Regions from separate parts of the Mus musculus genome. Here regions 1, 2, 3, 4, 5 and 7 are each linked to region 6. A link is a contact called in public ChIA-PET, HiChIP or PLAC-seq, capture Hi-C and promoter capture Hi-C data. All regions are on one chromosome and are shown on one strand. Each heading gives the region's core, a stretch centred on a gene start, on an enhancer-like site or on the middle of the called end of the contact. The rest is flanking DNA. Distances are from core to core; before and after follow the strand shown. Region 1 holds the start of Klrg2 (killer cell lectin-like receptor subfamily G, member 2). Region 2 overlaps Hipk2 (homeodomain interacting protein kinase 2). Region 3 holds the start of 4930502C15Rik (a long non-coding RNA gene). Region 4 has its middle 28 kb from the start of Clec2l. Region 5 holds the start of Dennd2a (DENN/MADD domain containing 2A). Region 6 holds the start of Parp12 (poly (ADP-ribose) polymerase family, member 12). Region 7 overlaps Hipk2 (homeodomain interacting protein kinase 2).

Region 1 (3,660 bases), core at 1,050-3,549, 480 kb before region 6:
TCTCCCTAAAGAGGAGCATGACATTATCCCTAGAACAGTGACAAAACTAGGGCCATTTGTCAAAGAGGAATTAAAGTTCAGATGGAGGTGAGGGTACTGCTCAGCTGGCCCTGAAATCGAGGCTGTCCTGGTCTCAGTGTAATCACGAGGGTCCTTACCTGAGAGGAGGGAGGCAAAGTGCCAGAGCAGACAGATCCCACCTAATACTACTTGGGATCAACAGTGAAGGATCTCTCACTGAGGTGAAGTAAGGGAATTGCCCCGGAGCCTCAGTGAGAGAAGCACTGCCCTGCTGATAGCATCTCCTTAGACTAGGGAGCCTGTGTCAGACCTCTGATGCAAGATACCAAGTTTGCATCAACTAGAGGCACCGAGCGAGCGTGTGGGAAACTTGCAATAGCAATGGCGAACCCATTCCACATTGCAGAAATCTGCTCACAGAGTTCTAAAAGTTTTTCGTGATCTCTGAGCTCCCCCCCCCCCCCCCAAGGACTCCTGGGTGCTCCCTACCGCTTAACTTTTCCACTGCCCCACGTTTGGGCAGTTTGCTTACTGGGCAAGGTTCTAGTCCCTTCAGGCTTCTCTGTTCTCTCAAGGCTAATATGAACCTCCGCCACCCACGACCTAGGGTGGCCCAGTAAACCAACCACAACAGAGCAATTCCTTACTCTAACTAACAACCTTTAGGGGGCTGTACTGGTTACTGTTTTGTCAACTTGGCACAAGCTAAGATTTTCTGGAAAGCGGAACCTCCCTTGAGAAAATGCACCCACCAGATTGGCAAGTACAGATTGTAGGCAAATCTGTAGGGCATTTTCTTAATTACTACGGGCGGGTGCAGGTGGGGTGGGTGGTACAAGAAAGAAAGCCGAGCAGAAAGCCAGTAAACAGCTTTCCTCCGTGGTTTTGCTACTGTTCCCCTGTTCCCGCCTCCAGGTTCCTGCTTTGGCTTCCCATGATGATAAACTATAACCTGTAAGGCAAATACAACCTTTCCTCCCCAAGTTGTTTTTGGTCAGCATTTTATCACAGTAAGAAAAAGTAAACCAACACAGGGGCTTTCTGCACTGCTAGACTTGCCTCTCCTTCACACGCAAAGCAAAACACATGCCATCTGGCGCGGGGCCAGCTCAGCGTGTGTGCTGATGGGTGACCCTCCTGAAGGCGGAAAGGAGCCCAGCCCTTGGAAGTGTACCCAGGCCACCACTGCCACGTGATTCTGAATCATCTCCCCTCACCTTACCCAGAGTTCTACTTCTCCAAGATGCTGCGCACACTAAGAAGGAAGGAAAGTTTCCGGGAGGAGGGCTAGGGGCAGGATCCTGGGTTGATTCTTATTAATTCTGAGACAGAAGCAGGATGGATTTGGGGGCAGCCAGATTGGCTTCTGGTTAGTCTAGTTCAGGGACCGGGCACGAGCACTTTTGAGCACTCACCTATGAGCGTGATGGCCCGCGGCAGTTTCTTGCCATCTATGCCTGCGCGCTGCAGCAGCGCGTCATCTTCTTTGGTCAGTCCGGGCTCGCGGCAGCGGCAGCGGCAGGCGGGCGAGCCCGGGGGGACCATGCAACCCTCAGCGGGGCTGACAGACTCGGTGGCGTTCGCGGCAAGCGGCGATCCTCGGCTCCACGTGGAGCCTGGTGACGGGGCGCGGGGCAGCCACTGGAGCGTGGGAGCGGAGCGGCGGGCGAAGGCTGGCGATTCGGGCACTGGCACGGTGAGAAAGCGCGTGGACGGCGCAGGCGAGGGCGCGCGACTAGCCCCAGCCGCGCCCACGGGCTTCACGCGCACGTCCACCTGCAGCTCCACGGGCGCCCAGGACGCGGGTGCGGGCTCTCCTGACGCCGTCCAGGGCTCCAGCTCCGCCTCTCCATCCCGGGGCTGCTCGGCCCACGAGGGGCTCGGAGACGGCAGCTCGCGGCTGCACGAGCCCAGGCGGCGGAAGGCGCCGTAGCCCAGACTGAGCGGCGGTACGCGAGGGGAACCGGACAGGGCTGGAGACGGAGACTTCTCCGGGAGCTCCTGGGGCTGCGCGTCCGGCTCCTCCCACCCGGTCCGCTCCGGCCTCGGGCTGTCTTCGGAGGCCCTGGGTTGGGGCGCCTCCGCCGGGACCTGCGGCGGCTCCATTCCCGAGCTTTCCGAGGGCTCCTCTGGGGACCCGGTCTCACCCTGGCCTCCTCTAGACGCTTCCCGGGTCCGCTCCGTCCTCCGCGCCGACTCGAGACTCGCCGTGCGAGCGTCGCGTTCTAGGCTGGGTCCCCAGAAGTTTCGGGTCGTTCACGTTGTCAACTAACAGCTTCACTAGAGGACCCTGTGTGATTGGCTGTGGCTATGGATTGGCCACACCCTCGGAACTCCAGCCTGGCCTTTCCGTGGCACCGGTTGCTGGGAGGACCCGGTTGAGCGAGTCACAGAGTGGGCGGTGGCTCTTAAGGCAGCACTGGGAACCCAGAGACTGGCAGATTCCTTCCTCTCCTTCATCCCGAGCCCCACCCGTTACCCCTGCTGGCTCTGTGCTGCGGGTGGATTCAGTTGTAGACTGAGTGGGAAGGGATTGGCTAAATCTGCGTGGATAAGGACTTCAGACATATCAGAACAAGGAAAAGTGATGGCGACAGGGTCACCGGTTGTGGTTTGGAAGCGAGTGAAAGGTTGAAGTCCTGATTCCAACTCTGGGAGCTTGACTACTTGTAGACTTAACACGGAGAACGAGGAATGAGCCAGACGCTTTGGTCCATGCCTGTAATCCCATCACTCTGGCAGCAGAGACATCTCTGTGAGTTTGAGGCCAGCCTGGTCTACATAGCAAGTTCAGACCAGCCTGAGTTTATAGTGAAACAAACAAAAATAAAAACGAAATAAAAAAATCAAGGAGAGAATGCTCATTTCCCCATGAAGTGTCATGTGCTCTACCAGCTTAGTGAGGTAGCATGATGGTTCGAAGACAGCTTTGTGGAGAGCTTTGTGGATTTTTCTGTTTGTCTTGATTTTTGTTGTTGTTGTTGTATTTTATTTTGTTTTGCCGTTTTGGTTTCATTTTGTTTTTTGAGACAATCTCTCTAGGTAGTCCTGGTTGTCTTAGAACTCGCTATGTAGATCAGGCTGTCCTGGAACTCACGGAGTTAAAAGCATGCTGAGATTAAAGGCATGCACCACTACACTTGGCTTGAATACAATTTTTGTTATTATAGACTTACTTGTAGTGTTGACATGTATGTAGCATATGCCTGCTTTTTGAAGCTCAGCTATTTTGAACCTCGAGTTGCAGGCATTTGTGAACTGCTGGATGTCGGTGTTGAGATTTGAACTTGATTTCTGATGATAGGGCAGCAAGTTCTTATTGACAAACATCTCTCCAGTTCCTAAATAGCCTTTTAAAATACAGATTTGTTAAGGTCCCTTCCGAACTTCCTGAGTCTGAAGAGGCATGAGGCCACTACTGTTTTTAACCAGTACTCCAGGGTAGGGCTAGCAGATAAAAGAGGTAGTTTAAAGCAGAGGCAGTTGAGTTTGAGGTCAGCCTGGTCTACAGAGCAAGTTCCAGGACACCTGGGACTGCACAGAGAAACCCTGTCTTGAAAAACAACAGCTCGCCGGGCATGGTGGTGGACGCCTTTAATCCCAGCACTTGGGAGACAGAGGCAGGCGGATCTCTGAGTT
Region 2 (3,500 bases), core at 832-3,331, 290 kb before region 6:
GCTCAGCCTTCTCTCTTATAGAACCAAGACTAACAGCCCAGAGATGGTCCAACCCACAAGGGGCCTTTCCCCCTTGATCATTAATTGAGAAAATGCCCCACAGCTGGATCTCATGGAGGCATTTCCCCAACTGAAGCTCCTTTCTTGGTGATAACTCCAGCCTGTGTCAAGTTGACACCCAAAACCAGCCAGTACACCTCCTTAACAAAGCACTGCAGCTGGTGGCTGGCTGATGACAAAATAGCATCTCACAGTTCTACAGGCCAGAGGACCACAATCAATGCATGGTCAGGCTTGGTCCAAGAAGGGAGGGAATGAGGTCTTTCAAGCCTCCCCAATTGGCTTTTACATAGCTATCTTTTTCCTTGTGTCCTGTCCTCCCTGTATATACATGTGTTTAGATTTCTCCCGTTGATAAGGACCTCTGTCATACTGATGGTCCACCCTAAGGAAGCTACTTCTGAACACCAAGAAGGGCTAATTTTTGACAGAGGGAACCAGTAAGTCAGTAATCTCCGTAAAGCTCTCTTTCTAAACAAGGTCATATTCTGAGGTCCTAAGGGTCAGGAATTCTACATGTGAACTTGGGGGGCACAAAATACATGTAGTAAGCATAAGTTTAAGAAGGCCAGAAGCACTTTACTAAAATGTAATGTTGTCAAGATGACATAACATTTAAAATAAAATAAAATAAAATAAAATAAAATAAAAATACAGCCTTTGCTTTTTATCCTTTGAGGTAAGATATTTCATTTTGTGCTTTCCCTGAATCCTGCCTTAAATAACCTGTAAGTGTATATTAGTCACACATATGGAAACAAGTAAGAGCAAAGTGCTTACACTAAACTGAGTTCTGCAGAGTATCATTGTGTGTCTGGGGGAGGCCATAGAGAGCTATATCTGTGCATGTGAAGAAACCACTGCAGTGACTTGGTTATCAAGGCAAGTAGCAGGTTAAAGACATCAACAACAAGTTCTAAATCTGAATATGTGGGACAGGTCTGAAGCCTCCATGAAGACCCTCTAATGGACAGCTGTGACAATGCTGCACCTATGTATGGCTGGGGAAGGGAGGGTCCCTCCTCATGCTTACTGTGCTGTTAATGGTAGTAAGGCTCTGAATTCTCACCAAAATTGCTCTTTTTGTCCTTAGAGACCACCTCAGCCACCCAGACTTACAACAGTCACTGAGGAGGCCGAGTAGTTGGCTGGTAAGGTCAGTCAGCCTCACATGAATTATGCTATCCCTTAGAAATGCCTTATAAATTATAAAGTGAGACTCATAAGCTGGTGTGAAGAAAATTGGATATTCCCAAATGTTTGCTTATTCCATGCTCAGTTCACTACTAAATTGGTTTTTTTCAAGCTTAGCCAGAAAATCTGATACACTTAGAAGCAGAGCTTCCCATGTTGGTGTCTTCCACTATGGTAAATTCTTTTCTATTACTATCTGTTCATCAAAAGGGTGTGTTGAACTTCCTGCTCCCAGCAGCTGTCTATAATGTGGCCTTATTTGGAAACAGGGTCTTTACAGGTATAATCAAATTAAGATGAGGTCATTAGGGTGAGTCCTAATCCAACCTGACTGGCGCCTTTATAAGAAAAGAAAAGTCCACATAATGACACAGGCAGAAACTGAACGCAGTTGCAATGTAAGATACACCATAGACTACAGGGTCTACAAGACCCTAGGAAGAGAAAAAGAGTTCTACATGGTGACACCTTTGTTTCCCATCTGCGGCTCCAGAACTGCAGAAGCTTACATTTCTGTGGTTCTCAGCCACCTGGTTTGTGTTACTTTGTTACAGTAGCTCTAGGAAAGGAATATACTACTCTGTAATACAATTCAGGATGTATTTCACTGAGAAAAACATGTCTGCATTCAAACTATAACAAAGTATTTTTAGCTGTCACTTAAGCCAAATGGCAACTTGTCCTCATGGCCCTCACAGCCTGTATTTGTCACCTCTAGGCAGAAAAGCTGCAGAAGTATCCACAGCTTTCCTCCAACACTGTTGTTCCCATTCCAGCCAGGACACTGAACAACTAATTCATGATGCAAATACATTCATGCATCATGACTGAGGTCTGACTTCAGAACACCATGAAACTTCACTTTGTCATCACTGGGGATCCTAAGAGCACAGACAGGAACAACAAGACTTCACCTTTCCTAACCTCAACTTCTTGCTGTGGTAGGAAAGGGGAGCGTAACACAGGGTCTGCTATCACTGCCACACCCAGCTGCTGCCTCTGTCCTCACCTTTATGTGTTCCTCTGAATACTTTCTCAGATGCTGCCAGCCAGCTGCTCAGAGAACTTTGTGGAGCGTGTTGCCTAGGCGCAGTGAGGCTGATGATGGGAAATGGATGGGCCCTGCTTTCCCTGAGAAGTCTCTCAGGCAGGGCTCATTCACCTTCCGTCTGAGGGTATGACAATCTGCTGCTCTTGCTGGTCTGTGTGGCAACCCTATTTGCTACAGCAACTCTACCTTCCCTTTTTTATTCTCTGGAGAACTTTGCCATTCCCCTCACCTGCTTTCAACTGTCATCTGATTAAATTCAGTTACAGGTCAGTTTAGGGAAGCAGAGGAAGTGTCACCTACTGTGACTGAAAGGGCAGGCAAGAGCAATGAGGAGAGGAGGCAGAGAAAGTTAGGGAAGGAGGAAAAAAAAAAAAAAAGAGCAAAGCAGTGACGGCCTATGCCTTTAATCCCAGCACTCAGTAGGTAAAGGCAGGAGCATCTCTGAGTTCAAGGTCAGCCTGGTCTACAAAGCAAGTTCCAAGATAGCCAGAACTACACAGAGAAACAAAGAGAAAATAAGAATCCCTGAATCAGGAGCACCCTCAGAATAGTAAACACTGCCGTGCGCTTTGGAAACTATGGACTACAATAATGCAGTGTATGGTAATGTGTGTGTGTCTGCATACATGTGCAGATATAGAAGGCAGATGGGATCCCTTATCCATACATCCAACAGTCCACGCTCACTCACACGGACTCTAAAAGTGGGTTCTGTGGTCTTTCACAAAGACATTATACTGTGAGTCACTGTCATTGAACATATCCCCTGATATTATTACTCAACAGCTCCATAATTCTAAGCCACTTGACCTACAGCTGGCAGAAGTGCTTGCTCTCACATGGGTCCCTGCCATTGGTGTCTCAGGCCATGGCTGAGATGTCAGATGGTACACTGTGGTGGTAGATGGTATAGCCTCACAATATCGGTCCTCTCCAGTGTCACTGTGCTGTGGGCTCCAAGGATTAGTTTTAGATCATTTTTGTGTCTCTACCAGCTATGCCAGAAGCAGTTCTACCCCTATGTATCCAGCAGGCCACTTAACCTCAATTCCTTCCCCTAGAAAGTGGGGATAATAGCAGTAAATCACAAGGGCTTTGTGTGCATTAAACAAGTGTTGTGTTTTCTGTTTCTAACTCTGGCACACAGTGAACTCTTAAAAAGATGAATAGTGAGAAACAAGTAGTGTGAGGCTGG
Region 3 (3,467 bases), core at 869-3,368, 380 kb before region 6:
TGGCTGAGGATCTCCACAGGATTCATCTGTGAGTCAGTGTGTGTGCTTCAAGGGTACAGACCCTGACACCAGGCTGCTGCAGTCCAAACCCAAACTACCTCATATGTACTAACATAGCCTTTGTTAAGAGGATTAACCACTTTATCTCAGTGTCTTCCTCTAAAGGACAGTGACAATATGCATTCCACATGGATGCCGGGAGGACTGAATGGTGCCATGCCGAGAAAAGTCTGACCCAATGCTTCCTGCCAGAAGTGTGGCCACTTTGTAATAGTATCAGAGGAGGGGAAGCATGCCTTAGTGCTTAAGTCTAGGTTATAATCCAAATAATTTGTTTTTCTGATATATCTAATTAGGGCCTAACACTTCCAAGTTCAGATGATGGAGAGTTTTGCTCTCTGGATCTTAGTTTTGTAGGACAGCACTTCATCTTCTCAATGCTTAGGCCTACATCACACTAAGTTCACAGCCGTTTTTTTTCACTCTGGTCCTACCTAGCAACCTTGCAGTCTCAGTGTCATGGAGAAGGGAGGTGCCCTTACTTGGGACCTGCCATTGTGATTTTCAGTTTTGGTGATACTCTTTGGGACGGATGTGAGGCTATCATATCACAGGAAACATGGAGGTGGGCTGCTCTGATGTAGACCTCAGTCTGATGGCTATAAAGAGATCTATAGAAGGGCTGGTGGGGTAGGGGGAGTCAGCTGACCTCATACATGATCTGAGGAGTGCCCGTTCCTGTGTGCTGTCTTACATAGATTGGTATTGGAAGGGACAGATGGCAGATGGGAACGAAGAATTTGAGGTTAGAGCGTTAGGATTAAGAGTCTCCTAAGGACTGATGGGAAAACAAGCCTCAAGGTAATGAAGAAAGCGCCAGTGGTTGCTTTGAGAAGCTCTAGATGGAAAGGCCTTAACTTGAGGGCTAGTTGAAGGGCTGGTAAGAAAAGTCTTTGACCCTAAGCACTAAGTGTGAGCTTTTCACTGGACAGATAGCGTCAGGAACACTGATGGCCTCCAGGGGGCAGCAGATTCCAGATGGCACTCAGTCTAAGCAGAGAGAGTTAGCAGAGAGAGTTAGCAACTAGAATTCAAGCTAAGAGGGAACAGGCCAATAAAGCCCGGCGAATAAGAGCAGTGCTGAAGGCAGGGGCCAGTGACTCCTCAGTGATGGGAGAGGACCAGCCAACAAAAGTGGACAGCCAGCTGCTGCATTCACACAGTAGGTTTCCATACTTATTCCTCTGCTCTGAAGGTGTATGTCCTTATGCAGAGGTATGAACAACACAAAGGACACTGTTGTCATTACAGATTGGTATTAGGGCTGGAGAGTCTGGGAATGCTTCTTTGGGGACTTATAAGACTGGAAGATGGGAGTAACGGTTCAAGCCTCTGAGTCTAGAGGTGGGTGAATCAGGTTGTGGAGAGTCTTCATTCAGTAGCTCTTTTCTGAGTGTATTTTCTGTCTGTATTTCAGACATCGTCCTATGTTGCTGAGCCTGCCAATCTGCAGAAGGTTGAAAATCCACGTGAAGGGAAGCTCAGCTTCCTGTATCCCTTGGGAAGAGCTGCTAGGACTCCGGTGACAGACCTATGAGCTGGCTTTTCTATGACATAGAGAATGAACAGGTTTTTCCTCTCCTGAATACAGACAGCATGGACACAGGGTGCAAGGAGGGACTCCTCTAGCTCTGGTTCTACAATTTCTTAGCAGGCTTTTTTCCCCACATTTGCTCAGAGGAAAACGGGAAGAGGCACCATCTCAGTCCCAGAGTCAAAACAGAAACGTCTCCCCTTGGCTTCTTTAAAAAAAAAAAAAAAGGCTGAGGAAGCAGGCACTTTAGCTTCCAGGCCCAAAAGGACAACATGGGAAGACTGCTGGGGTTTGGAGGGGGATATCTGGGATATCTGAGTCCTGATGGTTAGCCCCACCCACCTTTCCCTGGTGCCTGCCACTCACCTGGTTGTGGACAGTGGTCAGCTGGTTGTTAAAGGTCATGGTCAAGTTGGTGGATGTGCTGGGGGCCACGTGAGTGATGAAAGGTGTTTTGCTCTGGTTCACTGTGTCATACATATTCACCCGGCGCTTGCAAATCTCCATGTTTTGGAAACAAGATTTGACACTATATATGCAAAAGGTGGAGGCAGAGACACATGGACAAGAAAGAGGGTGAGGTGGAGGAAGGAGAGAAAAGAGAAAGAAAAAGACAGAATGGTTAATCCAGTAAGCAAAACAATCAGTAAATATCCACATTAGCGTCAAATAGCCCAGCTTTCCCCAAGTGTGCTGCTGAACTGTCAGCACTGTGTGAGCAAATTTCCCATTGTCTTCTTGTCCTTTATCTGCCCTGGATGGACAGACTCCCTTATCACACACATGCTTCACTGCATCTACCCCCCTCCCACCCCCCCATTACCTTTTCTCACTGCTCATTCTAAGTGTAGTGCTTGACCAACGAGATTAACTCTCCAACCAAGGACATTAGGAGCTGCTACAACCTACTTCTGTCTTCCTTAGGGACAACATGTCTAGCCTCTCACCATTCTAGCATCCCATGTGCTACTAGCACCATCTATGGGTCAGCCAAATAATTCTCCCACCCAGGGTCATGAACTTAGGCTGACTTGTCTCACTGGAACCTGTCACGAAATGAAAACAATGAAAGTGGTTACTAATTTTTACTGAGAGCAGTGATATGTGTTTGCAGTCTCCTATTCAGTCTTGTACCATCCACAAGACAGAATTAAAATCATTGTTCCATTTTTACAAGTGAAGCCAAAGGTCTAAGACAGATAATGTGCCAGACAAATAATCACTAATTGGCAATTCACACCCCTCCTTCTCTTTTACACATTCCTAACTTCCTTATTCCTTTCTTGTCCTAATTCTTGTCTAGTTCCATGAAGTAGAATTCTCTCCTCCATTTTCTTCCTGAATCAAAACTAACCCCTAATTACACAGGCATTAAAGGAGTACAGGTCCCGGCATGAAGGCCTTTAGTGGCCTCTTGAAGGCCTTTAGTGGCATCTGCCATTCCAGCTCCTAAGCATCCACTGTGTTCTACTCACTTCATATGCTGCTCCTCATGCGCTTCTGCCTCTTCTGTTTCTATGGCCACTTTTGCTCAAGTGCTAATATTTAAGACAAAGCCTCATTTAATCTATGATTTAAAATGTCTGTTGCAATAACTGGATAAAACAAGGTAACACTTATCTATCACTGTATACTACAGGTATGCTCTATTTTGGACAAAATGGATGTTTGTAGGCTATCCCAGAATATTATTTTCATGAAAGATACATTCCAAATTTCAGAAATTGAATCTGGTCATGACCCAGAGAGTCCTACTTCTTTCTAAGTTAATGACTATTTACACTGGCCGCTCGATACACAACGCATGGTGAGTAAACTGGTAGTCCTAGAGAGAAGAGAAAACATGCTCATTGGTAAACAACAGCATGCCTGA
Region 4 (3,544 bases), core at 78-2,577, 430 kb before region 6:
CCATTTCCATACCTCTCACTTTTAAAAACATGGGTTAGCTTCAAAGACAATGAGACAAAATTCATTTGGTTTATTAGTGCAAAGCAAATCACACACACACACACACACACACACACACACACACACACACACACACACACGCACACGCCTAGGATATGACTAAGAAGCGTGAGAACAACATTCTACAAGGACATTCAACATACACAAGAGCATGCTGTGAGCGCAAACCAAACATGGGCGGTGAGGAGTCACCACAGGTCGCCACGGGTCCTCCACAGTTCAGTGGTGGCACAAGAGAAAACCAAAACCAAACAAAACCCAGTTCACATTGTGAGTTCTAGACCAGCCAGGGATACATGGTAAGAACCTGTCGTAAAGACACAACATAACAAAATACCCCAGTAAAAACCCAACCCAAACCTTACAAAACTGTCAGGGAAATTGACATTTCCTGTCTTCTCTTGCTCATGTCTCTGAAGCCTGCTTCCATCCCTGCAAAGCCCTCTGTCTCCAGGACCATCCCGCACTGCCCACCCCTGCCCTTTGGCTCTGAAGCCATCTTCTGAACTGAGTTTCACATCTTAGCCAGGCAATGGGTGAATTAAAGTACACATTATTTTACATGGGGTTTGTTTTAAAGAAAAAAAAAAACTGACAAAACCAGCAACACGTGGAAAATCCAGCCAGTGAACATGGGCACAGGGGTATTGTTCTCCCTCTCAAAATGCTGACCAAGGTTCACTGCGGACCCAGGAGCAGCATCCAGACCTGCAGAGCTGCTGAGTGCCGGCATCACCTACTGCCAGGTGAGTGGCCCGGTCACAAAGGAAGCATTCATATCAAGACAGTGTTGGTGAGGCGGCGGGGATCAGTCTCACCGCCCCTCCAAGCTCTGGCGCACACGGCACCGGACTCTGCGGATGGCCCAGGTTCAGGACTCGCCCTTTCCCATTCCCTCTTGACTTCCTTTCACATTCTTTCAGGTTCACTGGAAAGCAACAATAAGGGAAACACATGCATCAGGCTGTGGCACAGCATGAGTGGAACATGCCTGCCTTGGGGAGACAGCTTCTAAAACAAGAGTCAGTCAATCGCTGTGGTTGAAGATGTCAGTTATAAACAATTTTCTTTTTAAAAAGTACCAGATTAAATGTAAACTATAAAATACTTTAACTATAAAATGTAGCCAGAAGTCTGTATGAGTATCTACAGTCAGTTGTGTCATTTACTTGATAGTGGAGAACTCAGAGGGCACGTTACCTAGAGAAACATGCTCTGTGCACTTGAACAGCATGCTGATTATGACACGCAGACATCATCATCTCTTCTTGGTTTCACTTCTGGTGTAATGATGAGAATTTTATTCTCAGAATTCACTTAGGCAACAGTGACCAGGGTATGCGTCAATCCTTACTTTCAGCCCACAGGGAACAATTCATTGTCTTTTAAATCACAAGATCAAGCTGGCTACATGATTTCAAAAAAGGCTAGACCAGGACGAATGCCCACATTTGAGGTAATTATTGCCATTAGGGTCACAGTTTGTGTAAGATAATGTAGCTAAAACCTTCTGAAGATTTTGTTAGGTGCTCTGCCTGAGTTCCAGAACACCTACTGACACCAGCCAGGACCTCAGATCTACACTGGCTGGGTTTGCTTCCAATGGATTTAAAGTTCTACAAGAATTGAGAACTTGTGTAAACCACCTAAGAATTTAGGCAAACAAGCCTGGAGCCAGTCAGTACAGACATTTTTACAAGAAAAGAGAAACAAGAAACCCACCCAAAACAGAGTTTGAAGAAGTTAAAGCCTAGCCCTAAAGCATTTCTAGATTTTTGTCATCTCTTAGGTGAAATGAAACTTCTAGCACAGCACTCTCAACCCCAGGGCCGCCATGGGCCCCACCGACGCCTCCTCCTCCTCCCGTTCTGCGGCTGCTCTGCCCATTTTTGCTGTTGTCCTTCTCTTTGAGAAGGGTGTTTCCTGCAAGAAAATTCAATTTTGTTCTCTTCCCAAAAGTCCTCTTGCCTTTACCCCCTCCCCTTTTTTGTTTTTGTTTGTTTGGGTTTTTCTTGTTTTTGTTTTTTTTTTGTTTGTTTTTTGTTTTGTCTGTTTCTTCATAGAAAACAGAAGTTCCTGGACACAGACCCACATGGTATTTACAGATTTGGCATGAACCTGGCTTCCGGTTCTGTGCAGAGCTGAAGAGCGGGCCTATTACAGAGATCAGAGCTGTCATGATATTTATCAAGTACAGTAAAAAATAGCATTTTGGAAAAAAATATATACTTTTAGTATTGCCTTCCTAAGATTAACTATAAGCAAGAAAAAAAATCATCTTTATGTATTTATTTAAAAGAAAGAACACCTTCCCTGCACTCTCATGGGAGCTGCAGCAGCCTGAGTGGCTAAAGCTAGTTGCTAGAAACAGGAATTCCAGGAATCCCGAGGAACTCCCCAGAGACTTTTCTTAACGTCAAACTCTGCCTCTTTCACCTGCATCCAATCCAGGAACCCTCTTTGCACATACCTGCTGAAGTCCACTGTCACACGGGGGCAGGCAGAGTGTGACATTCTGCAAAGGACTGTCCTTGTTATACAAGGGAGGCAGCTGAGGCTGGTGTGTGAGCTCAGCTCTAGAGCCAAGTAGACAGAATATCTGACTTCCCTTCTTATTAGCTAGGTGGCCTGGGCAGGCCCCGGGGTCTGCAAGCCAGGCGCCTCCTCTGCACAGGTCCTGCACGGCTGCTGTCCTAGGGCTCGTCAGCAATTCTTAGCACAGTGTTTGGCATACAGGGAGTGGGAACATCGGATTAAGAAAACCAGAACCTGGGGGCTCTGAGATGCATCGTGTTCCCCTTTCACACATGCCACTTCCTCAGAGGGCCAGCTTTTCTATCTGTCACATAGTGGGTGTTGACTTCTTCCCATGGATGGATCTCTGAGGGGACATGGAGAAAGGGCTTGGCATATTGTGTGTGGATACTCAACAAATGTCAGTGAGTCCTTCCATGAGGGACACTGCTCTTGTGCAGCAAGAGACAATTAGTATAATGCTCTCCTGGATGGGTCTGTGATGAGGGACACTCAAAGGATTGGGGCAGGGAGGGGTTCTAGCTTAGAAGTCAGGCAGCATGGAGGTTCTGTGACAGGGAACCTCCAGGACCTCTTTTCTGGCAGCTCTGAGCTTCTGGTTGGAGCTACTTCTCAGGAGCTACCCCAAAGACTCGGGAAACCTTTCCTCGGGCGGTTACTACAGTGAGCCATAGTGCCAAAGTTCATGAGGTTCCTTTTGCAATTAAGCCTTATCTTGCCATCTTTGGTTCTCTAGTGGCTTGACCGACTTGTCTGGGTCTGTTTGTGGAGACTAAGGCAAGTGGGCCGATACTGCCATTGCCAGCCCGTCCTACACATTCTCAGCCTGGGATACAGTGTGGGGTCATCAGAGAAGGTTGCTTGCTTGTTTTCTAGCTTCCCACAGTAGCATGAGATCAATTAATCACAAAGGAGTGCTAGAGGGATATCAGTTCCTTGGAGTAGCAAC
Region 5 (3,910 bases), core at 184-2,683, 440 kb after region 6:
GATAGGCACTAGAGCGGCCGTGGGCACTGCATGAACATGGTGTACAGACATACATTCAGGGAAACTCATAAAGATATAGTACATTTAAAAAAATTAATTCAAAATCAAGTTCAAGGTCTGTCTAAGCTACCTGAGACCCTGCCTCAAACAAACAAGTCCCTGAACTGAGCCTGCCTGCCTACCAGTAATCCTGAATTTAGAGAGTTAAGACAAAAGGGAGGACTTTAAGTTTGAGGCCAGCCTGGGTCACATACTGAGACCCTGTCTCAAATAAATAAACTGTCTGTTTCTGTTTGCCTTCTGCTTCCTCTCTGAATCTCCAACTCTCTCCTCTGTGGTCCATTCCCTAAAGAGCCTATTCAACTCTTCAGGTGTTTGGTACTGAAGGAGAAAGGCTTTTCTATAGTAACCACAGCAGGTGCAAGTGTTTCATAACAAATTACTGTAAAGTGCCTATTATAACACTATTACCACACTCCACAATTACCTGTCTTTTGGGGAGCTATAGTCACAACCCTGAAAGCCATCAGAGCACCCGGCCAGAAGTCAGCCTGCTCCTTCCTCAGCAGGCTGGTTAAATTAGGGTCCCAGCTCTCTCCTTGTTCCAATCCAGGGCCAAAGGAAGGCACTCCTTAGCTTCCTGTGTCTGCCCCTCACTACAGGATTCCGGGCGCTGAGCTCCCTCTGGCTCAGTGGTCTGACTCCATATCACAGTGACTCTCCTGCACAGGACTATATCCTGTGTGGTTAAGAGACTTACCCTGGGCTCCATCTACTCCCAACTCCATCCTTGGGGAGGAAAGTGGGAGAAGTAAACTTCAACGTACCCCACTTTCCACCACGACAAATCCCGACTAGAGCCGCCTGGACTCCCCCACCCCAGCGTACACACTCGGTCTCACACGCGCGTACTCACTCACAGCCGCCCGGGAGCTCCGGCACAGCGCAGGGCCGGGCTCTGCCCAGTTTCTGCAAGTTTCTTCGGCCCTGAAGTTAGCCCGACCCGGGAAAGAGCTGTGGATCGCTTCCTGCGCGGGTCCCCAGGGCCCCGCTGAAGCGTCCCCAGCGCCGCCTGCGAGGAGCCCCGGCTTGCGCCTGCAGTCTCCTCGTCGCCCCCGCGCGTACCCTCCCGGGTCTCCCCCGAGGTCGCCCGCACTCCGGCGCCCAGCCCTACCTCTCTACGGGCGTCGGCTCCGCGGGTTCTGGGGCGCAACTCGCGGTCGCCCGGGGCAGGGGCGGCGGGGGCCTGGGGCGCCATGGCCCGCTGCCCTCCGCGCCTTTGTCCGCGCGGCCTCCCCCGGCCGCCGCGAGCCCCTCGGGTCCCCGCCGCGCGCGCTCCCGTCCGGTCCCCGCCGCCTCCGGCCTCGGAGGCGTGCTGCGTCTCCTCTGGCCTCCCGCGCGCGCGGCCCCTTCCTCTGCCCTGGGCTGCGCCGCGACCGTCTGCAGTGACGCGCGCCCCCTCCTCCCGACCCATCCCGCGGCTCCAGTGAGCTAATCCGCAGCTGGCGGGCGCCCGGCCGGTTGCCACAGCAACCACTCTCCCAGGGCCCGCCGCCGAGGGGAGCCACGGTAAACAGGACCTTCTGCCGCACTCACTCGCCCCCTCGCCTTTCGAGGGGTGGGGGAGACGGTGGCTTAACCTTTTCTGTGCTGAAGATCGCCGAACCGGTTCTCTGCTACCCCGACTGAGGTCCATTCTTGAGATGCGCTTAGCCAGGGGCCGAGAACCAGATTTAGACAGCACCAAAGCCGTAGCCACACTCCCTGCCCTTGCTTTGTTTCTGAGCAGTTAGGGTGGACGCCTCAGGCAGAATTGGGCTCCACATTTGCCCCCAAGCAACTGACAGTCATGAGATAGGCCTTCGAGGCCCAGTTTGCCCATAAGCAACAACTCACAGTCATGAGACAAGCTATTTGGACCCAAGGGTCCATATTTGCCCCTAAGCAACTCAGGAGCCTGGGCCATAAGGATCCAGGGGCCCACCTCCCTACAGAAGGGTACAGAATGGGTCCCAAGCCCTGGTCAGGAAAAGTGATCAGAGAACTGGCTTTCTACAGCACACCGGTCCCACGGTCCCACGGTTCCACGGTCCCACGGTCCCACGTACACAGGGTGCAGTCAAAGCACTCACACAGGAGGTTTTTAAGACAGTAGGATTGCCAAATTGGGGGGCTGGTGAGATGGCTCAGTGGGTAAGAGCACCCGACTGCTCTTCCAAAGGTCCAGAGTTCAAATCCCAGCAACCACATGGTGGCTCACAACCATCCGTAATGAGATCTGACTCCCTCTTCTGGAGTGTCTGAAGACAGCTACAGTGTACTTACATATAATAAATAAATAAATCTTAAAAAAAAAAAAAAAAAAAGGATTGCCAAATTGGAGTCCACTTGAAAATGCTGTGGGGGCCTTAAGGGAGCCAACACAGGCTGGGGCATTCTCTGGGGCTTTGGTGACCAGCGATAGTGAATCAGTTATAGAAGGTGGAGAAACAGGGCAAGAAAAGACAGCCTGAAAAGAGGGAAGAGTGTGACTGGTGTTGTGGGGGTGTCACATTATGGTATTTGGGGGACCCTTAAGTGGGAGGGAATAAGGATCGATGGGTAGGCCTGGAGGGATTCAAGTGGCCTGGGCAGAATTTGAATATTATGCTAAAGGCAAAGGGGTCCAAGCAGAGAAACACCAGATGCTAAGTGCTCAGGCCTGACAGTGACAATTTATCTGCCCTGAGGGTAGGTGCCAGCCAGTCTCCTTCCTGGCTATTAGAGACCTTCAAGAGTAGCCTAATGGCCTAAAGCTTAGGTTGGGGTGGCCAGTTGGGGGTGGGATAGGTACAGACCCAGAGTCTTACAACTTCACAAAGTGGGTCCTCAGAAGAAAACTAGAGCTTCATATAAAGAGGAAACCAGGCGAGGCATGTCTGTAACCCAACACTCAGGAGACTGAGGCAGGAGATCTCTAGTCTGTGTGCAGGGGGTGAGGTATGGTAATGAGAGTGGACTTCAGACACCAGGGAACTGGGACTTAAAGTTCCAGGCGAAACAAAGTTGCATGTCCTTCATAGTTGAGGGGTTTGCTCATTGCAGGAGATCGTTGAGGCCTTCCTAAATTCTTCATGCCACACCCGTTTCAATGAAGCACTGTAGACTCTCAGAACAGACATTTGCCAAGTGTAAGCTTTTTTTTTTTTAAAGTGTTAGCATTCAAAGTATTGCTTTGTTTGCATCTTTCTAAGTTCTCCCTTTCTAAATAAAGATCAAAGGCTTGGCTTCTTGGGGGTTAATTAGTCCCAGGGCCACAGGGTACCCCACAGCATCAAACTGGCAAAGTTCAATGGGAACTGGGCCAAGAGCCCAGCTGGCTGCCTCCCCCAGCCCAAAGCACATAAGAGCCTAGGAGCCTTTGAGTGTCTGGCTTTCAGATAGCCAGTCGCATCTTAGGTGGACATGACAAAGCACGGGCTGAGGACTCAGTCCTTTGACAATTCCCAGGCCACAGTTTTATCACATGGAATACTGCACTCTAGCTCTCCTTAGGAAACCACATCTCTGCCTGACCTGTGGGTCAGAGTTTGATGAATGTTACTGGGCCCTTTCCATCCCAGTCTCCTCACTTTCATTGCTCTGTCATCCTATGGCTCTGTCACCATGACCCAGAGCCACTCATTGTCCTCTCCCCATATTCTCTGTGTGGCCTGTGCTGGCTTGTGTGCAGTTTTTTTTTTTTCAGCTGTTGGTACTTTTGGTCCCACCCAAACCCTGGTGAGTCTCACCAGACGCTACCATGCCTCCCCCCTGCCCCCACAGGTGCTCTGTGTTGGGGATACTCCAAAGCACACATCCCTTTCTCTCCCTGTCTGTCCTCAAACTTTCTCCAGTTTGGAAAATGAGAGCTAAGGTAGGCATAAAGTCA
Region 6 (3,430 bases), core at 342-2,841:
ATATTTATCACTTTTAGACCTGACCCACACAAACTTCCCACCAGACTTCCTACCAGGGAGACCTTCAGCCCCCAGAACTTGATACTTAGAACTGTCTCAAAAGTGTTGAGGGTGCAGCTGTACCCAGTCTGGATCCCTGATTGACTACACAGGTCAAGGTTACTAACCCAACGTGACTATTAACCTGACATCATAAAAAGTGATGTCTACTGTTACAGCAAAAGGAAGCAGGGAGGGAAGAAACTAATCCTTCTAGATAACTGGACTAGATTCGAAGCATGAAGTCTCCAACATCCTCTCCTAACCCAGCATCCCCGAATCATTACCCAAGACATCTTCCTAAAACACAAACCTCACAGCTGACATTCAACAGGCCTTATCACCTTTAAGGTGAGGCCCAAATTCTTCAGTATAAACAGATTTCACTAATCACCTTGCAGGTGCAAGCAGAGAGCAGCCCAGACTAATAAGGACATAAAGTGTGTTGTGGAAGAGTTAGAGAAAGCTCAAAAAAGCGAAAAATCTTTCAGCTCCTGCCCGAGGCGCTAAAAAAGCAAACCAGGAAGGGCATTCCAGACAGGGCTCTGCCACCTAAATGAAACAAAGTGGGGGGTGGGGGGTGGGGGTGTAGAAAGGCACCCAGGAAGGTCTGTGGCTAGAGGAGAGCGGAACTCTCTATGGATCTTGAAATTCTGAATTTCGGCTTGTAAACAGACAAACAGAAGTTGAGTGGCACTTCCAAAGCCTCCTTACAGCTGGGACAGCAAGCCTTGCTGCCTGCTCCTCAAAGCAGCCCTGAGGACCAGCTTCCCTCCTGGGGGCCATACTGCCATGCTCAGGTGTCCCTCTTGGCACCACATTCTATCTGTGCTAGTCCACCATACACTGCCAGTCACTAAGTAGGTGATCAATAAACGTTCTTGAGAGTGAAGGACAGGCGAGGCTGAGGAACTGTCACCTAGCGGTCTGCCCCAATCACGGGACGAGGGTGGAGGTCCGAGAGTGGAGGGCCAGGAGCATCCGCCCAAGCCCACCGTTGGCGTCCTTACCCGGTCTTCAGGAACTTGCAGTTGCCGTAGATGAGAAACTTGCAGAGATGCAGCTGCGCGCAGAGCCCGGTGCAGCCCGGCTTGGGGCCCTGATGCGCGCGGCACAGACGCAGCGACGACACGGCCAGCACCAAGCGCTCCGAGGCTGCCGCCGCGGCCTCCCGGCCCGCGCCCACGGCCACGACCGCCCGCGAGGCCACCACGAAGCGCCCGCAGTCCCGCAGCAGCCGCTCCAGCGCGTCGGTCCCCAGGCTGGTTCGCAAGCGGCGCCGCAGCTCCGCCAACTCCAAGGCGCCCCCCGCCGCGCACAGCAGCTGGGTCACCTCTGCCACTGCCACCGCGGCCTGGGCCATGGCCGTCGGACTGAGGCTTAGCACGGACGGCGGCGCCTTTCACGGGCCGGGCCCCACTGTTTCGCTGGAAGGAAACGAAACCGAAAGCGGGCTCCGGCCGGGAAAACAGGAGCCGTGGGGCCTTGCCACGCCCTCGGGCCGCAGCTGAGGAGCCGGCGCCCTTGTCTTAGGGCCGCCAGCTGGGGACCGCGCGGCTCGACGGCGGCCCGCGCTCGCTTGCGCGCGCACTGGGCGACCCGGCGTGCCTCGAGGCGTCGCGCGGCCGGAGATGCGGGGCGCGGGTCCTCACGGGGCCGGACTCCCGCGTCTGAGGGAGTCGTGGCCGCTCCCTTCGAGGCAGCAGCGTCCTGTGAGGCGAGTGGCGCGTTCAGCTAGGCCCGAGGGACGCCGCGGGGGGTTCAGTCAGCAACCTCGATCTCGGAAAAGCCGAGCGAAGTTTCCAGACGGCGCCGGCCGGTTGCGGCCGGTTGGTGCGTCGGCCGGCGCGCTCAGGGGGGCTCAGAAGTCGCCCGAGCCAAAGCGGGCTTTAGCAGGCGGGCCTCGGAAGCGGGGACGACGGACCCGGTCCCACCGCACCCCGGAACAAACGGAAACAGTCGCTCCGAATTGCCAGACACTCCGCTTTTGTAGCGGATCCCGCATTTCCAGAAGGAAAGCGTAGGTACGTCCTTTAAAGGGGGCCGATCCTCCCTCCCTCGCCCCTTCTGAGTAAAGGTGATGCACCTAGTTCGATTCCTCACCGGAAAGAACTCTCCTGTGTGTTACCCTGGGAGTTAAACGTTCTCGGGGTAAGTAAACGGGGGTGTGTGGGGGTATACCTATTAAAATACGACTTTTGGCACCCCCATTCCTTCCTCCAGGAGTCTCCCGGGAATAAAAGCGTTAGTAAGTCATGTTCACAGGAGAGGACGGAGTACTGGAAACAGTAAGACGGTGATTCAGACAACAAGAGTTTAACAAGCATGTTAATTCTCTGGGTTTGACCTAGAAGGACATTAGTATGTTGTGAGAAAAGATTGTAATCAAGTAGTATTCCATGGGGCTGATCGGAGGTTAAGCGGCCGCACTGCTCTGGAAGAGGACCTCGGCCGGGTTCCCAGCACCCACATAGCAGCTCACAACTGCCTGTAACCCTGGTTCCAGGAGGGATCTGACACCCTCTTCTGGACGCTTCAGACACCAGGCACGACAGGTGTGAAGGCGCCTTTAATCCCGGCACTTGGGAGGCAGAGGCAGGCAATCTCTGAGTTCTAGTCCAGTCTGGATTTGAAAGTGTACACAGTAGGATGTTTTTGAGTGAGCATGAAGCAAACCCAACACTTTGGTCACAGTGGAGTGTGGGAGGTACTAGGAAAGTGGAAAAAGGAAAGGTGAAGGCTGAAAATTGGGAGGTGAGTGCTTAGAAAATTAATTTAAAATGAATAAAATTTTATTCTAAGTATAAAATACTACAGAAAAGAGCAACTGAGGGTATAGCCCCTGGGCTCAATCCTTAGGAAGGTGTGTGCTGGGGGGGGGGGGGAGTATTACTACAAAAATGTAATAAAATGGGATTAGAGTAGACCAATTGGCAAACCCTGGAACCCAGTGAGAGATTCTGTCTCAAAATAAGGCGGGAACTGGAGAGATGGCTTAGCAGAGAAAAGTACCTGCTGTCCAAAGCCTGCCAGCCTGAGGTGGATCCCCAAAACCCAGGTAAAAGGGGATGGAGAGAGAAACACCCCACACCCCCAAAATTGTCCTCTGACCTTCACATGTGTGCTGTGGCACACACATACATATACATAAATAAACTTAAAAAAAAAAAGGCGGAAAGCTCCTGAGAAATGACATCCTACCACACACACACCACAAAAAAAAAGACAGCAGGCTGGGCCAGAAACTCAGTGGTAGACTGTATAAACATACAACACATACAACACTAGGCTCAATTTCCCAGCAGCAACCCTTCTCAAAAAAGAAAAAAAAAATGAGTATAAAGACTAGATTTTGGGGGCTCAGCAGTTAAGAGCACTGACTGCTTTTCCA
Region 7 (3,806 bases), core at 547-3,046, 310 kb before region 6:
TATGGAAGCATAGGAAGCTACTACCATTGCCAGGACCCCACTCCAGTAGCCATCCTTCTCCACAAATGAGTGACAGGGAGTGCTAGCTTCAACCTGCATTATTCATGAATGGAGAGACTTTGGAAATAAAGTGGCTGACCTCCATCAGCCATCAGCCTTCATCATTTCCCTGACTGCCCTGTGCTCCACATGTGGGCCTACCTCTCCGCCTGAGCACCTCTGTAGGCCACCTCAGAACCCAGACCCACACTATTCCTAGAGGAAAGCTATAGGGGTTAAGTGAAGGTAGGTAGATGGATGCATTAGCTTCAAGTCCTCATCTCCCCCACAAAACAGCACAGAACTCCGTTTTGAATTCTTAGTCTACAATATTTTTTTTTTTTTTTTTTTTTTTTTTTTTTTGGTTTTTGGTTTTTCGAAACAGGGTTTCTCTGTATAGCCCTAGCTGTCCTGGAACTCACTCTGTAGACCAGGCTGACCTCGAACTCAGAAATTCACCTGCCTCTGCCTCCCAAGTGCTGGGATCTAAGGCGTGTGCCACCACGCCCGGCTTTAGTCTACAATTCTTAAATCTGCCTACAAAAGCATTTTCCTTAAATCCCTTTCCACTTATGAATACCAGCCATGTGATTGGTGGGGAACACAGTAGCCAATAGCACAGACACAGTGCTGCAGCTCACATGGGGTGTGGATTACACCATCTCAGCTTTGTATACTTTGGCTTCAGTATTCACTGTGCTTAACTGCCTTGTAGCAACCCCCAGGAACACTAAAGCCCATTTAGTCTTCACACACACTCATCTCCAAAGAGTGCAGTCAAGTTAAAGGGACAAAAGCAGCTCTAATCTTAGGGACTCCTGCTTTTTCTATGCTCTGCTCGAGAAGGCTCTGTGCAGCTTCTTACAGGGGATGGAGTCCTATATGCTTCCAGCTTCTAGTTCCTAATAACACTTATGCTGGTCAGCATCATCCTGCTAGCCCTTATTCCTGATTCTTGGACCACCTACCAAAGAGACCACCTGAACACAAACCTCTGTTTGTTTAGGGGTCTGCTAATGGGAACCCAAACAAAGAAAATGGTTCCTTAATGTCACCCTCTCAGCTTTTATCTAGTACCACGGGTACCCCCAAAACACTGATTCCCCTATGAAGCACAAGCTATGCTTGGCTTGTTTGTTCTCAGTTACCCTCCTTGACAACTCCATGTGAGGCAGCAGCTGATGGGGACAGAGAAGAGTTACCATGCACCCTATCTGGCAGAGTGGTGAGCTAGAAGGGACTGAGGGCAGCAGAGACTTGCTGCCGTGGGGTAGACTTGACATAGTGGCCCCAAACACCTGAGAGAATGGGAAAAGTGACTGGAGGGCAGCACAAGCCACTCCTCAGTTTATTCAGAGAGAGGAGTGGGACCAGGGAGCTCATCCCACTTCAGGTTAGAGACCGTCCTTGCATAGCTGAGGGTACTCCTACTCATGTCTTGAAAGGTCAGCACAAAACACAGTGCCTGGCACATACTTGGAAATAAAAAAAATTGCTTGTACAATGCCTGAATGGGAATTATGGCCCCCATCACAGCTGGGGCCATGGAGAGTGACCTGGAGCTATCAACAGGAGATCTCTTATCTACTGAAATTATACTAAAGTCACATACAGTACTATCTCCTCTGCTGGGCATCTGCTTTCTTATTCCTACCTCATTCCAAACATCCTCCTCTGAATCATCCACCCCCTCAGTCTGCCAACCCTCATGACCTCTCCCACCACACTCAACAACTACCTTATAGTCCCACATCCCCACAGCGCCGCCCCCCCCCCCTTGCAGGAGAGGTGTGTGGCTATGAGTCATGTAGGAGCAGCACCAAGCCTTCCCACATGCAAATAAGGTTTCCCCCAAACTCTCAGTCCAAGCCAATTAGAGGTACCTGTTGTAGAACCCTGAATTACCCCCAAAACTGTATATAAATCCATCCAGAGAATTAAAGGTGTTCGAGAACTACTCTGTTGTCTGAGTCCTTTGTTCCAAGAGCTGTAACACTTGGGAAGAGATCGGCTCTCCTGAAGCCTGAGGCTCCGCTGCACTCCTCACTGGATAGTCAGCCTCTCAGCCCAGCCCAACCCAACTCAGTGCAGTTACCAGTGATCTGGAAGGCAGGGCAGAGACTCCACCTCCCTGCCCACACTCGCTTCCCTTCGCCGGAACTCTCCCACTAGGCCTGGGCAGAGATCTCCGTGGAAAGCCTCTGGTGCTCAGGCCCACACCCACCCCTGAGTTTTAGAGATTTAATCACAAGACGTTTAACAAATGGACCCTCAGAGGAGCTACAAATCGCTTATAAGAAAGATCAACAGCTCAAGGCCAGACTGCCACCTGTGACCCCTTCTCTAATCTTGACAGGGGACACTCTTCATACTGTGTGAGATAGATTAAAGCCCAAACCACATGCAGCACATACACAAAGTGTGACCATGACGACAAAGAAGGTAGAAGGAAACTTTAGAAGTGACTGTGATGCACATACAGACTCCAGTCTCACTGGTGGATCTTTATCTACAAACTTTACATCTGACAGCTACAACTTGTCAACAGCCTTCTGAATGTCAATACTGGGTTAAAATGTGTGAAGAGGAAAAGCAGCCAGGCACAGGCCTGTATTTCTACTACTCAGGAGGCTGAAGCCAGAGGATTGTAAGCTTGAGGCTAAGCTAGTCTGGTAGATAGGCCAAACTGAGCCACTTAATGAGACACCATCACAAAATTAGAAGTTGGGGGGATGGGGGTGCTGATTAATAGAATCCTAGGCACCATGCCCAAGGCCCCAAGTCTGATCACCAGAAAAAAAGGAAGGGGGTGGTGCAGGGAGAAGAGGGAGTGAACAGAGAGGAGGAAGAAGAGGAAGAGGAAGAAGAGGAGGGAGAGGAGGAGGAGGAAAAGGAGGGGAAGGAAGAAGAGGAGGAAGAGGAGGAGGAAGAGGAGGAGGAGGAGGAGGAGGAGGAGGAGGAGGAGGAGGAGGAGGAGGAGGAGGAGGAGGAGAGGATTGGCTGTGAAACTTGACCAATGCCTGTTTCTGCTCTCCTCCCAGAACACCTGCCTATTAACCTGGCTTGGCATGGCAGATGTCTCCAGTTTCTAACAAGCATCACGAGAGACTGAGGAGTGGCAGGGTCTCTAGAGCTCATTTTGAAAACTAATCTATAACTTGAGTCCATGAGTGGTTCTATCCCTCCCATCTTTAGGCTTAAAGGCATGCAGCTGGCAGCCCTACAAGGCAGAAAGCTGAGCTGAGTTTCCAGGACACTGACACAACGTCTGTATCTGGGCCCTCAGACCCCACAGACACTTGGAAGGCTTCTGTTTTCTGAGGTGGATGGTCACTTCTGTCTTGAACATATACATGTGTCCTTCCTTAAATGTGTGCTCACCTGCAAGCATTCTCTGGCAATGCACATCAGCATCCCTGCAGAAAGAGTTAATGCCACCCTTTCTCACAAGCACACCCATAACTGCATATTGTGTATGGGCTTCACTGTGCTATGTGTAAGTCAGTACTTATGAGCATGCACAAGCCCTTACTCTCTTGTTTTTGGCAAGGTTGCAGCATAGAGCTACTCAAATACATGCAGGCTACCCTGGAAATTACCAAGTAGTTATGAGCATGAATTAGTAATTCCTGAAAGAAAAGACTAATTTCAAAATGTATACTATATAACCGAAGGTCACAGGGACAATGGAGATTTGAAAAGTTACCAGCCCAGTTAACTTATTGATCACTTTTTTATAGAAACAGAGCAGTGGCTCTGCTTGTTTC

What was found. Promoter capture Hi-C pulls out the DNA fragments that hold promoters and counts their contacts. ChIA-PET counts read pairs in DNA pulled down with a chosen protein or histone mark. HiChIP or PLAC-seq counts read pairs in DNA pulled down with a chosen protein or histone mark. Capture Hi-C pulls out chosen DNA fragments and counts their contacts.
Region 1: a capture Hi-C map of macrophages shows a contact between it and region 6, with 2.9 times the contacts expected there. The contact joins the promoter of Klrg2 here to the promoter of Parp12 in region 6. A contact is called at or near these places in 13 of 39 promoter capture datasets (the HPC-7 cell line, cranial neural crest, embryonic stem cells and 8 more), 3 of 484 Hi-C or Micro-C datasets (the Ba/F3 cell line, bone marrow-derived macrophages and nephron progenitors), 11 of 115 datasets of contacts at active chromatin or transcription factors (acute myeloid leukemia, bone marrow-derived dendritic cells, bone marrow-derived macrophages and 7 more) and 5 of 9 other capture datasets (adipose tissue, embryonic stem cells, liver and 2 more).
Region 2: a promoter capture Hi-C map of neutrophils shows a contact between it and region 6, with 2.4 times the contacts expected there. The contact joins the enhancer-like site here to the promoter of Parp12 in region 6. A contact is called at or near these places in 4 of 39 promoter capture datasets (embryonic stem cells, neutrophils and stem cell-derived epiblast-like cells), 1 of 115 datasets of contacts at active chromatin or transcription factors (memory CD8 T cells) and 3 of 9 other capture datasets (adipose tissue, liver and pancreatic islet).
Region 3: a contact with region 6 is called in an H3K4me3 HiChIP or PLAC-seq map of embryonic forebrain, with 4 times the contacts expected there. The contact joins the promoter of 4930502C15Rik here to the promoter of Parp12 in region 6. A contact is called at or near these places in 5 of 39 promoter capture datasets (embryonic stem cells, hematopoietic stem and progenitor cells, hippocampal neurons and 1 more), 1 of 484 Hi-C or Micro-C datasets (cortical neurons), 6 of 115 datasets of contacts at active chromatin or transcription factors (bone marrow-derived dendritic cells, embryonic basal ganglia, embryonic forebrain and 2 more) and 2 of 9 other capture datasets (embryonic stem cells and pancreatic islet).
Region 4: a contact with region 6 is called in an H3K27ac HiChIP or PLAC-seq map of microglia, with 5 times the contacts expected there. The contact joins the enhancer-like site here to the promoter of Parp12 in region 6. A contact is called at or near these places in 6 of 39 promoter capture datasets (the 3T3-L1 cell line, the HPC-7 cell line, hippocampal neurons and 2 more), 1 of 484 Hi-C or Micro-C datasets (bone marrow-derived macrophages), 7 of 115 datasets of contacts at active chromatin or transcription factors (bone marrow-derived dendritic cells, embryonic forebrain, embryonic hindbrain and 4 more) and 2 of 9 other capture datasets (adipose tissue and embryonic stem cells).
Region 5: a contact with region 6 is called in a FOXA1 HiChIP or PLAC-seq map of pancreatic cancer cells. The contact joins the promoter of Dennd2a here to the promoter of Parp12 in region 6. A contact is called at or near these places in 9 of 39 promoter capture datasets (the 3T3-L1 cell line, cranial neural crest, hematopoietic stem and progenitor cells and 4 more), 1 of 484 Hi-C or Micro-C datasets (embryonic stem cells), 3 of 115 datasets of contacts at active chromatin or transcription factors (embryonic stem cells and pancreatic cancer cells) and 1 of 9 other capture datasets (liver).
Region 7: a contact with region 6 is called in an RNA polymerase II ChIA-PET map of memory CD8 T cells, with 18 read pairs. The contact joins the enhancer-like site here to the promoter of Parp12 in region 6. A contact is called at or near these places in 1 of 39 promoter capture datasets (hippocampal neurons), 1 of 484 Hi-C or Micro-C datasets (nephron progenitors) and 3 of 115 datasets of contacts at active chromatin or transcription factors (embryonic stem cells, memory CD8 T cells and pancreatic cancer cells).

The regions. Positions count from the first base shown.
Region 1 is chr6:38,634,940-38,638,599 of GRCm38.p6, forward strand. It overlaps Klrg2 (killer cell lectin-like receptor subfamily G, member 2), which reads right to left and starts at 2,300. Exons shown (of 5, transcript NM_001033171.2): 1 at 1,437-2,300. The coding sequence starts at 2,127.
Region 2 is chr6:38,830,795-38,834,294 of GRCm38.p6, forward strand. All of the region lies in intron 1 of Hipk2 (homeodomain interacting protein kinase 2), which reads right to left. Among named protein-coding and RNA genes, the nearest start is that of Hipk2, 44 kb to the right of the region's middle. Within about 2 kb of position 2,082, at least 18 of the 459 cell types and tissues checked have an H3K27ac peak or open chromatin away from gene starts, as enhancers often do. A contact at or near this core is called in memory CD8 T cells and neutrophils, where this site is marked.
Region 3 is chr6:38,735,398-38,738,864 of GRCm38.p6, forward strand. 4930502C15Rik (a long non-coding RNA gene) reads left to right here and starts at 2,119. Exons shown (of 4, transcript XR_003956279.1): 1 at 2,119-3,467. Hipk2 (homeodomain interacting protein kinase 2) reads right to left here. Exons shown (of 15, transcript NM_010433.2): 7 at 1,961-2,123.
Region 4 is chr6:38,689,439-38,692,982 of GRCm38.p6, forward strand. It overlaps a transcript of Hipk2 not described here. Among named protein-coding and RNA genes, the nearest start is that of Clec2l, 28 kb to the left of the region's middle. Within about 2 kb of position 1,328, at least 18 of the 459 cell types and tissues checked have an H3K27ac peak or open chromatin away from gene starts, as enhancers often do. A contact at or near this core is called in bone marrow-derived dendritic cells and microglia, where this site is marked.
Region 5 is chr6:39,556,401-39,560,310 of GRCm38.p6, forward strand. Dennd2a (DENN/MADD domain containing 2A) reads right to left here and starts at 1,434. Exons shown (of 19, transcript NM_172477.4): 1 at 1,175-1,434.
Region 6 is chr6:39,116,758-39,120,187 of GRCm38.p6, forward strand. It overlaps Parp12 (poly (ADP-ribose) polymerase family, member 12), which reads right to left and starts at 1,592. Exons shown (of 12, transcript NM_172893.3): 1 at 1,050-1,592. The coding sequence starts at 1,402. It overlaps 4930599N23Rik (RIKEN cDNA 4930599N23 gene), which reads left to right and starts at 1,716. Exons shown (of 4, transcript NR_045813.1): 1 at 1,716-2,063.
Region 7 is chr6:38,807,820-38,811,625 of GRCm38.p6, forward strand. The region is part of intron 2 of Hipk2 (homeodomain interacting protein kinase 2); the gene reads right to left. Among named protein-coding and RNA genes, the nearest start is that of Hipk2, 66 kb to the right of the region's middle. Within about 2 kb of position 1,797, at least 127 of the 459 cell types and tissues checked have an H3K27ac peak or open chromatin away from gene starts, as enhancers often do. A contact at or near this core is called in memory CD8 T cells and pancreatic cancer cells, where this site is marked.